Linked DNA regions of Mus musculus: regions 2, 3 and 4 are each linked to region 1. The links are chromatin contacts, called in public HiChIP or PLAC-seq maps. All regions are on one chromosome and are shown on one strand. Each heading gives the region's core, a stretch centred on a gene start, on an enhancer-like site or on the middle of the called end of the contact. The rest is flanking DNA. Distances are from core to core; before and after follow the strand shown. Region 1 has its middle 39 kb from the start of Tet2. Region 2 overlaps Ppa2 (pyrophosphatase (inorganic) 2). Region 3 has its middle 100 kb from the start of Ppa2. Region 4 has its middle 36 kb from the start of Gm6135.

Region 1 (2,605 bases), core at 76-2,575:
TTATCTCAAGAAACAGGCAAGAGTCTACAGAGGGAAAAGAAAAGAAAAATTAAATGTAAAAATAAAATAAAAGAAAGTGTCCCAAAGTTTAACCCAAAATAAAAGATAAAAGAGGCTTTCCAGAGAAATAAAAGACTAGTGTGGAAGCCTAGGGGGTAAAAAGGAACAAATGAAAGCTACCCAGAATAACCACGGAAGCAGGCAGTGGAAGGGCAGGAGGTATACTTGATCCATGGGGAACAGACTAGCTCCATCTGAAAAACCAAGAAGGGTAAGCTAGAGCCCAGAGATATCAAAATATGTGTCATGAACAGCATGACAAGGCTGTGAAAGCTGATCTCTGTTAAAGAAACCTCAAATGAACAAATGCACAGGCCTTGCTGGAACCCCGGACTGTAATAATTTTGTAATTTGGGAAGAATTGGGGAAATCTGGGCATGAGTTATAGATACCACATTGCTACAGTTTCTAAGAATAATAACAGCACTGTGGTTATATATATATATATATATATATGTGTGTGTGTGTGTGTGTGTATGTGTGTGTGTATATATATTTATATATCATTATTGCTTAATGATATATGTGGTGTTTAAGGACCAATAAATTTCTAGAATGCTTGATGTTACTGTCAACTAATTGAGACAGAAATCATATTGTAATAAAAGACAAAGTGGGTCAATCCAAATATTGATAATTGATGATGTTAGTGATATAAATTCATAAGCAATGTTGTATTAGTCTTGGCATTTATCTGTAAGTTTGAAATTTTAAAACTAAAGTTGTAGGGCTGCAAGGATTACCTGGTAGTTGTTTCTACTCTTCCAGGAGACCTGAGAGTTTGGTTCCCAGCAACTATGTCAGGTATTCTAACCACCTGTAACACTAGCTCGGGGGATCCAAGGTGCTCTTCCGGCTTCTTCTGGGCTCTTCTGACACTTCCACACATGTGACATGCATTCACACACACACACACACACACAGAGACACACACACACCACATAAAAATACTTTTTTAAAAAGCTGAATAATTTTTCCCAAAGTGAAACCTCTCACGAGGAAGTGTGAAGGCCCAGCACTCAGAACAGTGACACTGAAGGATCGTGAGTTCCTCGGCAGTCTGAGCCACAAAGTGTGACTCTGTCTCACAGCAAGAAAAAAATATATTCACAGAAGTTTTTAATAAGTAAATTATGCTGGGCACGGTGTATAGTATACGCCTTCCATTCCAGCACTCAGGAGGCAGAAGCAGGTAGATCTGTGTATTCAAGGCCAGCCTGGTCTACAGAGCAAGCTTAGGCCAACCAGGGCTATATGGTGAAATCCTGTTTCAAACAAACAATAAGTAAGGTGTTTACAGGCAAAAATTTAAAACTCCCCAACTAGGTAGCATACTACGTTTTCGGAAATGCTCAACATTTGTCCAACTTCCTTCACCAGAGGGAAGAAAGATGAATTTTTTAAAAACCCCTATACTAATTATTGCTGAATTCTGCAAATAAGGACAGGAGATCTTTGGAGGTTAGTGCTATTCTTCTAATCAGAACCACAGGGGTTCTCCCCTGCGAGTGTGGACAGGAGCAGTTACACTGTGGTATCTATTGGGTAACATCGAGAGTCAAAAATAGGAAGCTCTAGATGCAAATTAAGTTTGTGGTTTAAAAAAAGAAACAGAAAAAAAAAAAAAAAGAAAAAGAAAAAGTTGAAATTTTTTTTTGAAGTAAACTAGCCCAGGGGAATTTCTTTCCTCAATTGAGGCAGCTGTGTGATTTCTTGAGGGGAAAGGCAAAAATGAGGTAATGTGACAGGAACAGCCATTTGCATCATGTATCTTAGGCCGATATGGTGGAGAATCACCTCGTGGGTAGCCTGTCTCTAAAATGAGAAGTAAGATGAATGTGTGTGCTTCTCCAATAGTCTAAAAGGTGTAAAGCCATTTTGTACTATGACTGTTCGCACACGGGGTAATGGGCTTCACTGTGACATTTTCACACATGGGTAGCACAGAATGTTTGCTCACCCTTACCTCCCTCTGCTCCACTGTCCCCTGGCTCCTACATTGTCCCCTTCTCCCTAAATAGTCCTCTTTCTGCCTTCACGTCTTTCATATGTGTGTGTATGTTTTGTGAGAGGTATTCTTCCCATGAGAGAACATGTCTGTTTCTCACCCCCCATAACCTCTTCTTCCCACCTCCCTCTCCTCGTCATCCTCCACCCACACAATCCCCCTCATATTTAATATCACATATATTTGAGGGGATGGAAACCTTCAAAGGGAGCCTTCCCTCAAAGGAAAGAATTCCTGCTCATGAGACATCATTTACTATTGCATCAAGTTTATGCTGGCTACGAAGGATAAAAAGAAATAGTAAGGCCAGGGGCCGTCATTTACACTCAGAAAGTGACGGGGGTGGCCAGCTACATGGGACAGAAGTGAGAGGAAGGAGGGAGGAAGAAAGAGAGGATGAGCCTTATGCAGTGAGACAGTCATCCCAGGCCACTTACTGCCACAGAAAGAAAACGCTCAATAATACGGAAATACTTATTACTGTTGCCGTCTGCAAACCAATTCTAGACACATGCAGTCCCTTTCAACCTCCCACAC
Region 2 (2,605 bases), core at 60-2,559, 250 kb after region 1:
TGGGAGTTACAGATGGTTGTGAGTCACCGTGTGGTTGCTGAGAATTGACTCTGAGTCTCCTGGAAGCAGCCAGTGTTCTGAACCGCTGAGCCATCTCTCCAGCACCTTCTTTCATATTTTTCCCATCTGCCATTTCACTCTGTTGACTGTCTGACTTTTCGTGTGGATTAAAAATTCCCAAAGAATTTCATGACTTTGATCTTGGCTTCTCATCCGGTAGGAACGCTCTGGCAAGTATGAAGCCCCAGGGAGTGTGTGCTGAATGAAGAGGTACTGTGGAGGCCTGGAGATTACAACGCTGGGCAGTCTCCGGGAGAAGAAGTAGAGAAAAGGGGGAGTCTTCCAGTGAGCCATGGGGAGAGTCAGTTTTCTGGCTGGTTTTGTGTCAACTTGACACAGGCTAGGGTTATCACAGAGAAAGGAGCTTCAGTTGAGGAAATGCCTCCATGAGATCCAGCTGTAAGGCATTTTCTCAATTAGTGATCAAGGGGGAAAGGCCCCTTGTGGGTGGGGCCATCTCTGGGCTGGTAGTCTTGGGTTCTATAAGAAAGCAGGCTGAGTAAGCCAGGGGAAGCAAGCCAGTAAAGAACATCCCTCCATGGCCTCTGCATCAGCTCCTGTTTTATGACCTGCTTGAGTTCCAGTCCTGACTTCCTTTAGTGATGAACAGCAGTATGGAAGTGTAAGCCGAATAAACCCTTTCCTCCCCTACTGCTTCTTGGTCACGATGTTTGTGCAGGAATAGAAACCCTGACTACGGGACAGTCAGGTAGGGCAAGGGACAGGTTAAGAGTTTCAGACTTTATCCTCTTACCAATAAGAAACCAGAGAAAGGTTCTCGCATGGAAAAACATCACCAGACCTTTCTGCTGTAGAGATGGTCTCTCTGTGTAGTCTTGGCTGTCCTAGAGCTCTCTATGTAGACCAGGCTGCCCTCAAACTTACAGAGAACTACCTGCCTAGGCCTCCCAAGCGCTGGGATTAAAGGTGTGTGCCACCACGCCTGGCCAGATCTTTATTTTTGAGACATTATTTTGGATGTAGGATGAAGCATGAAACTTAGTTAATGCACAGCATACAGAAAATTAAGAGACAGGTCCAGTTCAGCTTAGTTGAATCAGGAAAGGGCAACTGTACGTCACAGAATCAAAGCAGGGCAGATAAGAACACCCTGAAAATTCAGACACACCCAGAGCAGTATAAAAAAAAAAAAGAAAGAAAAAGAAAAAGAGGCACCTGGTCTTTAAATAGAAAACCACAGAAAGATCCTCCTTTCGTTTTCAGTCATGATCTGGCACCCCTTCCTGTCTCACTAGTAGATCTGCGTTTTGTTAGTTTGCTAAACTTTTTGAGGGGCGGGATAGGGCTGAGACCAGGTCTTGGTATAAATAACCTAGGCCAGCTTCCAACTGGCAGTAACCCTCTTGCCTCAGCCTCCCAGGCGCTGGAATGACAGGGACAGGGCTGCCACACCCAGCTTTGCCTTATTATTTTCTGAATGAAATAAAATGACAGAATCAGTAAGCTAGTGAGTGGCACTCGTCACGCTACATTGTAACCACTGACTTAGTGGTCAATGGCTCTAATCAAACTGTAAATAACTTTGGAAAAGGAAGAAATGATACAAAGCCAGAGGTTCTCAACCTGTGGATTTCGACCCCCACAGGTGTCACATATCAGATGTCCTGCATAACAGATATTTACATTACAATTCCAAATAGTAGCAAACTTACAGTCATGATGTAGCAATGACCACAACATTAGGAACTGTATTAAAGGGTCGCAGCATTAGGAAGAAACTTCTATACTGAGCACTAATCCTCCAGACAGAAAAATTGCTAGTGGTCATGGAACGCTGTCCATCACACATGTCTAATGAAACAGTCTTGCGTGTACCTCAGCACAGCCACGGGGGGTAGATATTCACGGTCTCCACTTTACAGGTGGAGCATCTTGTTCAAGGTCACACTGCTGGCTGTGGTGTGACAGCCAGGCTCTCGAGCTCACTGCTCAGTCATCCATCACTCTGCTGAACCTCGTGCCTGACTCTCATCTGTGCACATCCGTGTCCTAGCACATCACCCCTAGGAAGCAGCTCAGCGATGGATATTAGCTTATTCCTGAACTGCTCAGCTTTGCCTATCTCTGTTTTTGCTGCTCATCAGTAGCTTCTCTGCCCCCCTCCCCCCCTTTCAGCCATGTGGTCTCCTCTCCTACAATCCCCTAAGCTGTTTTCAACCTCTCGCCCTTCGGTCCAAGAGAACCATCTACTTAGAAACCCAAGAAGTCGAGGCGGGTGCCCTCATGGCTTGAACACTCTCATTTCTAATCACCATTTCCAGAGTGCCAGTTTTACCCAAGCCTGCATCCACGCGGGTGGTCTGGCTGCATCAAAGGGAGGCTGGCTCTCTGGAGAACAATGTTGCTCTTCCTTTTCTCAGGACTGTTTATCCTAACCCGGCATCTGTTTTTCTCAGCTGTCCCTACTTCCTCCAGGGTCCCCCACGTACATTTTCATGTAATTAAAAATTAATACATAGAAATACAAACATTACATTTCTACACAGCTGATGACAGAGTGGAGTTTATAACAAGAAAAAAAAAC
Region 3 (2,605 bases), core at 50-2,549, 170 kb after region 1:
ATAGAATTTGAACAAAATTTACCCGAAACTTCAAAAGCTCAGGATCCCCCTTACTGGCATTGATTGGTTATTTATTGGTTACCTATTTCTCTGTTGGTAGCCAGGACTCAGGTACATCCCTCATCTAATAAAAGATAAACACGATGAGTTATAAAGAGTTAATGTGTTAACGGTAAGATAAAAGGTTTTAAATTTTTTCCCTTTTTTTGTTTATCTCTAAGCCAACACCCAGTAAATTGGAAGTATTTCCTTTACAACAGATCGTAACATAGGTCTTGAGAGAGCTTCTCTCTACATGAAGGTAATTTGCCTTAATGAGTTCAGTACGGAAAGTATTTGCCTTTATACCTACACAAAGTACTAACTACTGTAAACGAGAAAATTAAAGATAAAAAAGTAACAGGACTGTCAGATCTCTAATTTATAAAAATCCAACACATCAATAGCATCTAAACCAAATGTGTCAATAAAAGTTTAAAAATAGCATTGTTTTGAGTCAGAGATGGAGCGGGTTAAGGTAATCAACCCACCTCGTAAACGAGCACTTTTGAACGTACTTAGCTAGTTCACTAAGATGGAACGAGCCCTGTAGCAATAGCGATGAGCTCCTCTTGTCCCAGGAGCCACTTTCCATAACATCTAAGCCCATCATCTCAGGATGTGCTCAACTTACCAGTAACATCATCAAGCGAGAACCCCACCCACACGGTGTAGGAAGTGGCAAGCCAGAAAGTTAAAGAGAAATGAGGCTGCACTCAGAGTAGCTTCAAAGGGTACCTCTTGCCTCCAAATAAACACTTTATAGGGTTTCCCACTGAATATAAAAGAAGCATATTTTGTCCTAGGAGATAAAGCAATATAGAAAAGATATGCTGATGTCCCTTCTTATGAGAACACAAAGTCCTACACAGAGGATCCCACCCTTACGATGTCATATAATGCCATCAACAAAAAGGTTCTTTTGCCAAACAGTACAGTTAGTGGCATTAGATGTTAACTCTTCAAATAACAAGTCCACAACACTTTCCTATTAAAGTCTAGTAGATATTTAAGCCCATTTATTATCCATGTGAGATTAGTCCCAGAATCTCAGTGACATTAAAATAGTCACATGCTCAAGTTCCTTATTTAATTGGATCTGTATACAGCCTATGCATACCTGTCCATATGCTTCATATCCCTGGAGTGCCTGAAACACCTAATACAGCGTGATTAGCAACAGGAACAGATGTGTAGCACCCCCACCTTGTTACTGTTACACCAGAGGAGGATGCAGCAACTGCTGCAGCTGCACCGGTCACTGTCACCTTATACAGAGCCACAAGACAGAGGCACAGCAGCTGTCTGATGCTCCCGTGCCACCTCAGGGGTGTAGCCACTGAGGCTGGCACCATCTGTAGCCAGTGGCACACAGAGTAGCCTTCTGTTCACAGTGCATGCCCAGCGGGTCATCTTTCCAAAGAAATTTGATGAACAGTAAATTAGCCCAATGAAATAAATGGATATAGTTTTACCAACAGAAATGACATCAATAAAAATGTATTTGTTCATCAGATGGCCCAGAGAATGACCCCAAAGAAGTACCTTCATGGTATAGGAGCTAGAAAAGGCTGAGGCTCGGTGTTCAGTGAAGGAGAAAGGGTGAGGTAACAACCCATATCACAGGCCCTAATGATTCCAGTTCACAGAAGTAACTACACAGTCAACTGTAGCCACTAGGAATGCCTCTTGCTCTTGAGGACCACTTACCAGGAGATGACCAGAATAGTGCAAGGAAGAAGAGGGTATTGGAGAGCTTCCTTGAGGCAAGGTACAACAAAGCCAGCCCTATTGTTTTTGGATTTTTTGAGACAGGGCCTTGTTATGTAATTCAGCCTGGCCTCTAATGCTCGATCCTCTTGCTCTACACTCCCAAAGCTATGATAGCAGATTGGCATGTGATACCACACCTGACTTCATGCATACCTGTCAAGTTCATGCAATACCAAGTCAAGGTTCCTACCCAATGGCATATGGGAACCCTCCCAGGGTTTTCAAACCTGCCTGTGCAGGGGGAAATGATGGCAGGCACCAAAAGTGAGGCAGAATTTGTGGGGCTACAGGATCACGATGCCATCAGTCCTCCTCACCAAAGAAGCCTAGAAAGAGTGATCATGAAAGGACACGGGAAGTCAAGATGAGACGCAAGGTCAGCAGTCACGTCAAAGCCAGTACCCATCATTGCAGCCTCATCTCACACACAGTTGCCTAGGGAAATCCAACCACAAGCGCCAAAGAGAAATGCAGATCCATAGGCTGAGAAAGCCACCGTCCCTAGGAGAGGCTGAGCAGGATGGGTCTTAGTAAAGGAAGCTACAGACTCTATGATCATCCACCTTAGTGATTGAGCAAGGAGGCAGTTCCAGCAATAAGAAATAAACAATGGTCCAGGGAACTGGCTCAATGAGCTGCCAAGTCTGACAAGTTCAATTCCTTGGACCCATGTGGTGGAAGGAGAGAGCCAGTAGTTGTTCCCTGGTCTCTACAAGCATTCAATGCCCTACCCCCAACACACATACACACACCTACACCCACACCCAAACAGACACACACACACACATGTTGA
Region 4 (2,605 bases), core at 65-2,564, 170 kb before region 1:
ACTCTGTGGGCGTACCCTACTCTTCACTGATTGAAGAGAACCTGCATTCCCCATCCTTTAGGAGACACTCTCACTTCACCTTCTCCACAAACCTTTTCCTCAGTCCCTAAGTGCTTCACAAGTCTCTGTGCCCGATTGTGTATCCTTGGGGGATGCCTCATAGACATGAACAAGAAGTACTACACAGGCCACGTGCAGCCACAGTTTTGGCTTTTCTCGTGCTCTGTAGCAGGCAGCCCATGGACCAGATACACCAAATCCACTTCCCATCATTTCGATTGCATTGGCACATAGATGTGATGATTTGTTTACATGCTGTTTCTGGATACTTTCTGTCTAGCTCAGGCAGAGACCATGGCGCATGCAAAGCCTAAACTATGTTACCACCTGATCCTCTGTGGAGAAAACTGTCACCTCTGGATCCATGTGTGTTTCAGTTTCCTGATGATGATGCCCTTGCATTTGTTTCACATGGACAAGACAGTCAGGAAGTCACAGGACTCACAAGGGTAAGGAACGCTGGCAGAGAAAGTGACATTAAGGTGGTGGTGTTTCTGAGCTACTTATTGAATGAATCCAAAAATAACTAAGGAGTTTTGTAAAGCAAACTGCCCTAGTACATAAAATATGGATTCAGGGTCTACTTCCTGTTTTCTGGATACCCTGTGCCTCAGCTCCTTTCTCTATAAAATAAAAATGACAGGATTTAATGAAACATGCCAAGAATATTATTTGGCCCATAGTAACTCCTCAAGAAGTACTATCTATTAACAAAGTGGAGAAAGAGACTCCGTTTAACTATGTTGTTTTCATCTTCCTTTTTTTTTTTTTTTTTTTTTTTTGGTTTTGTTTTTTTTGTTTTTTTTTTTGGTTTTGTTTTGTTTTGTTTTGTTTTTATGGCATACTTTTGGACCTATTCTATAAAAAGGGATCAGTTTCTACCTTTTTCTGCCAACTCCAAACCATGCCTGGCATAAAAGATGATCAGAGGTAGGTGTCGCAGGCTATCCAAGGACAGAACTGCTGTCAGGGAGGTTGAAAACACCCTGGAGTCAGGGAGACATAAAAGTCATAAGCCAGTCAGTAGAACCCTGTTGAGCTCCCTCTTCCCCTGATGAAAGGCAAAGGAGCTCTGTGGAACTGTCAACTGAGGAAGTGGTGAGCAATGAGCAGATCCTGCAATTTGCACACTAATTCTCCCTCGTGCCACCTGGGGGCTTCCTGCTGGCAGAAGCACAGAAGATAGGAGAGTGGTGCGGGTCCAGCCAGCAGCCAGCCATGCCTCTATTCTTCCCTTGCTGAGCAATACCAGCAGCCCAGCTTGTCTCCATTCACTGTTCAGTGAGCAGTTGGCAGGCTTCCCCCAGAGCGTGGGCAGGCCTGAGCAGAAGGAAGACAATGAGAGGAATTTTAAAAGCCTTCCACCTTTTTGCACTTTCTTCGCAGTTTCTCTCAGGAGAAGTTGACTCAGCAGGTGCCCCTTTCTACCTTTTTCCTCAGCCTTGCCACTCCCCACTTGAAGGACCAGTCCACAGTGTGGTAATCAAGGTTCTCCCTGAAATACAGAGATGAGACCGGGGCTGTGTGGGGTCCAGCAACTGCTCTCACTACACTTATCATTATTCAAAAGCTTTTCCTGCCTCTTAAAGGTGAAACACACATCACTGAAGCATAAATGTGGCTCTGAGTAACAGTTTCACTCGCACATTCTCCGCTTCTAGAAGTAACCAGTAACCGGCTCCAAAGATGCACCAGGGAAAGTAGGAAAGGAGCCTCCTGTTAGCTGGCATCATTCCAGCCAGAGACCAAGTCTTCACTGGGACAAAAGCAGAACTATACGGACAGACAGCTTCCTCTCTGCTGCAAGCATACACTCCCCCCGCCCCGACCCCCACCTCCCCCGCACAGCCTCTGGACTGCCAAATGGGTGATGCTGCTGCTTGCACCCCTCCACACGCATTCCATAAGCTAAGGCTGATTTTAAGATCATTAGAAAAGGAAAGAATGTTGCACTCTTCTCAGTTTCTCTGGGGTCACAGTGTAATTGTGCAGCAGGAGAAACTGGGCCCCAGAGATGGCGTGACAGTCACTTCTCATTACCTCCCACTTGGTTCATTACGTCTGTAGACAGCAATTGCCAGCGTGTGGGTACTTCCATTATAGGGAAGGTTGTAATGTGCTCTAGACTCTGCACGGTTTCCAAATGGGGAGAAGGCTATTTATTCCAGGCACATACCTATCTTATTTCCACAGGAATGGAAAGTGACATAAGGGATAGATTAGTGGTAATCAATATGGGAGAATCAGGGAGCAGGAGTGCTTGCACCAGTGAAATATTTATGTGTGTGCATCCTTCTAACTCATAAGGCTTCATACAGAAGACAGAATTCTCACAAACCTGCCCAATTTGGCTTTAGCAAGTAGCTTTGTTCAGATACACTATATATTGGCTTCTTTGTATCATACTTTGGATTGCGTGTGTGTGTGTGTGTGTGTGTGTGTGCGCGCGCGCACACACACACACACACACACACACACACACACACACACACACGAGACACCAAGGAACCTTTCTCTTTGCAGTTTTGCACACCAGGAATTATGA

Evidence for each region. HiChIP or PLAC-seq counts read pairs in DNA pulled down with a chosen protein or histone mark.
Region 2: a contact with region 1 is called in a BATF HiChIP or PLAC-seq map of CD8 T cells, with 12 read pairs. The contact joins two enhancer-like sites. A contact is called at or near these places in 1 of 39 promoter capture datasets (embryonic stem cells), 1 of 15 datasets of contacts at CTCF or cohesin (pro-B cells), 4 of 484 Hi-C or Micro-C datasets (B cells, the Ba/F3 cell line, centrocytes and 1 more), 9 of 115 datasets of contacts at active chromatin or transcription factors (CD8 T cells, cardiomyocytes, effector CD8 T cells and 3 more) and 4 of 9 other capture datasets (adipose tissue, embryonic stem cells, liver and 1 more).
Region 3: a contact with region 1 is called in a BATF HiChIP or PLAC-seq map of CD8 T cells, with 7 read pairs. The contact joins two enhancer-like sites. A contact is called at or near these places in 1 of 484 Hi-C or Micro-C datasets (nephron progenitors) and 4 of 115 datasets of contacts at active chromatin or transcription factors (CD8 T cells, double positive thymocytes and embryonic stem cells).
Region 4: an H3K4me3 HiChIP or PLAC-seq map of bone marrow-derived macrophages shows a contact between it and region 1, with 7 times the contacts expected there. The contact joins two enhancer-like sites. A contact is called at or near these places in 13 of 484 Hi-C or Micro-C datasets (B cells, the HPC-7 cell line, Sertoli cells and 7 more), 3 of 115 datasets of contacts at active chromatin or transcription factors (CD8 T cells, bone marrow-derived macrophages and microglia) and 1 of 9 other capture datasets (bone marrow-derived macrophages).

What each region holds. Positions count from the first base shown.
Region 1 is chr3:133,582,276-133,584,880 of GRCm38.p6, reverse strand. No RefSeq gene overlaps it. Among named protein-coding and RNA genes, the nearest start is that of Tet2, 39 kb to the right of the region's middle. Within about 2 kb of position 1,325, at least 97 of the 459 cell types and tissues checked have an H3K27ac peak or open chromatin away from gene starts, as enhancers often do. A contact at or near this core is called in B cells, CD8 T cells, the HPC-7 cell line and 4 more, where this site is marked.
Region 2 is chr3:133,331,140-133,333,744 of GRCm38.p6, reverse strand. The region is part of intron 5 of Ppa2 (pyrophosphatase (inorganic) 2); the gene reads right to left. Among named protein-coding and RNA genes, the nearest start is that of Ppa2, 22 kb to the right of the region's middle. Within about 2 kb of position 1,309, at least 76 of the 459 cell types and tissues checked have an H3K27ac peak or open chromatin away from gene starts, as enhancers often do. A contact at or near this core is called in B cells, CD8 T cells, centrocytes and 2 more, where this site is marked.
Region 3 is chr3:133,410,060-133,412,664 of GRCm38.p6, reverse strand. No RefSeq gene overlaps it. Among named protein-coding and RNA genes, the nearest start is that of Ppa2, 100 kb to the right of the region's middle. Within about 2 kb of position 1,299, at least 15 of the 459 cell types and tissues checked have an H3K27ac peak or open chromatin away from gene starts, as enhancers often do. A contact at or near this core is called in CD8 T cells, where this site is marked.
Region 4 is chr3:133,753,725-133,756,329 of GRCm38.p6, reverse strand. No RefSeq gene overlaps it. Among named protein-coding and RNA genes, the nearest start is that of Gm6135, 36 kb to the left of the region's middle. Within about 2 kb of position 1,314, at least 108 of the 459 cell types and tissues checked have an H3K27ac peak or open chromatin away from gene starts, as enhancers often do. A contact at or near this core is called in the HPC-7 cell line and bone marrow-derived macrophages, where this site is marked.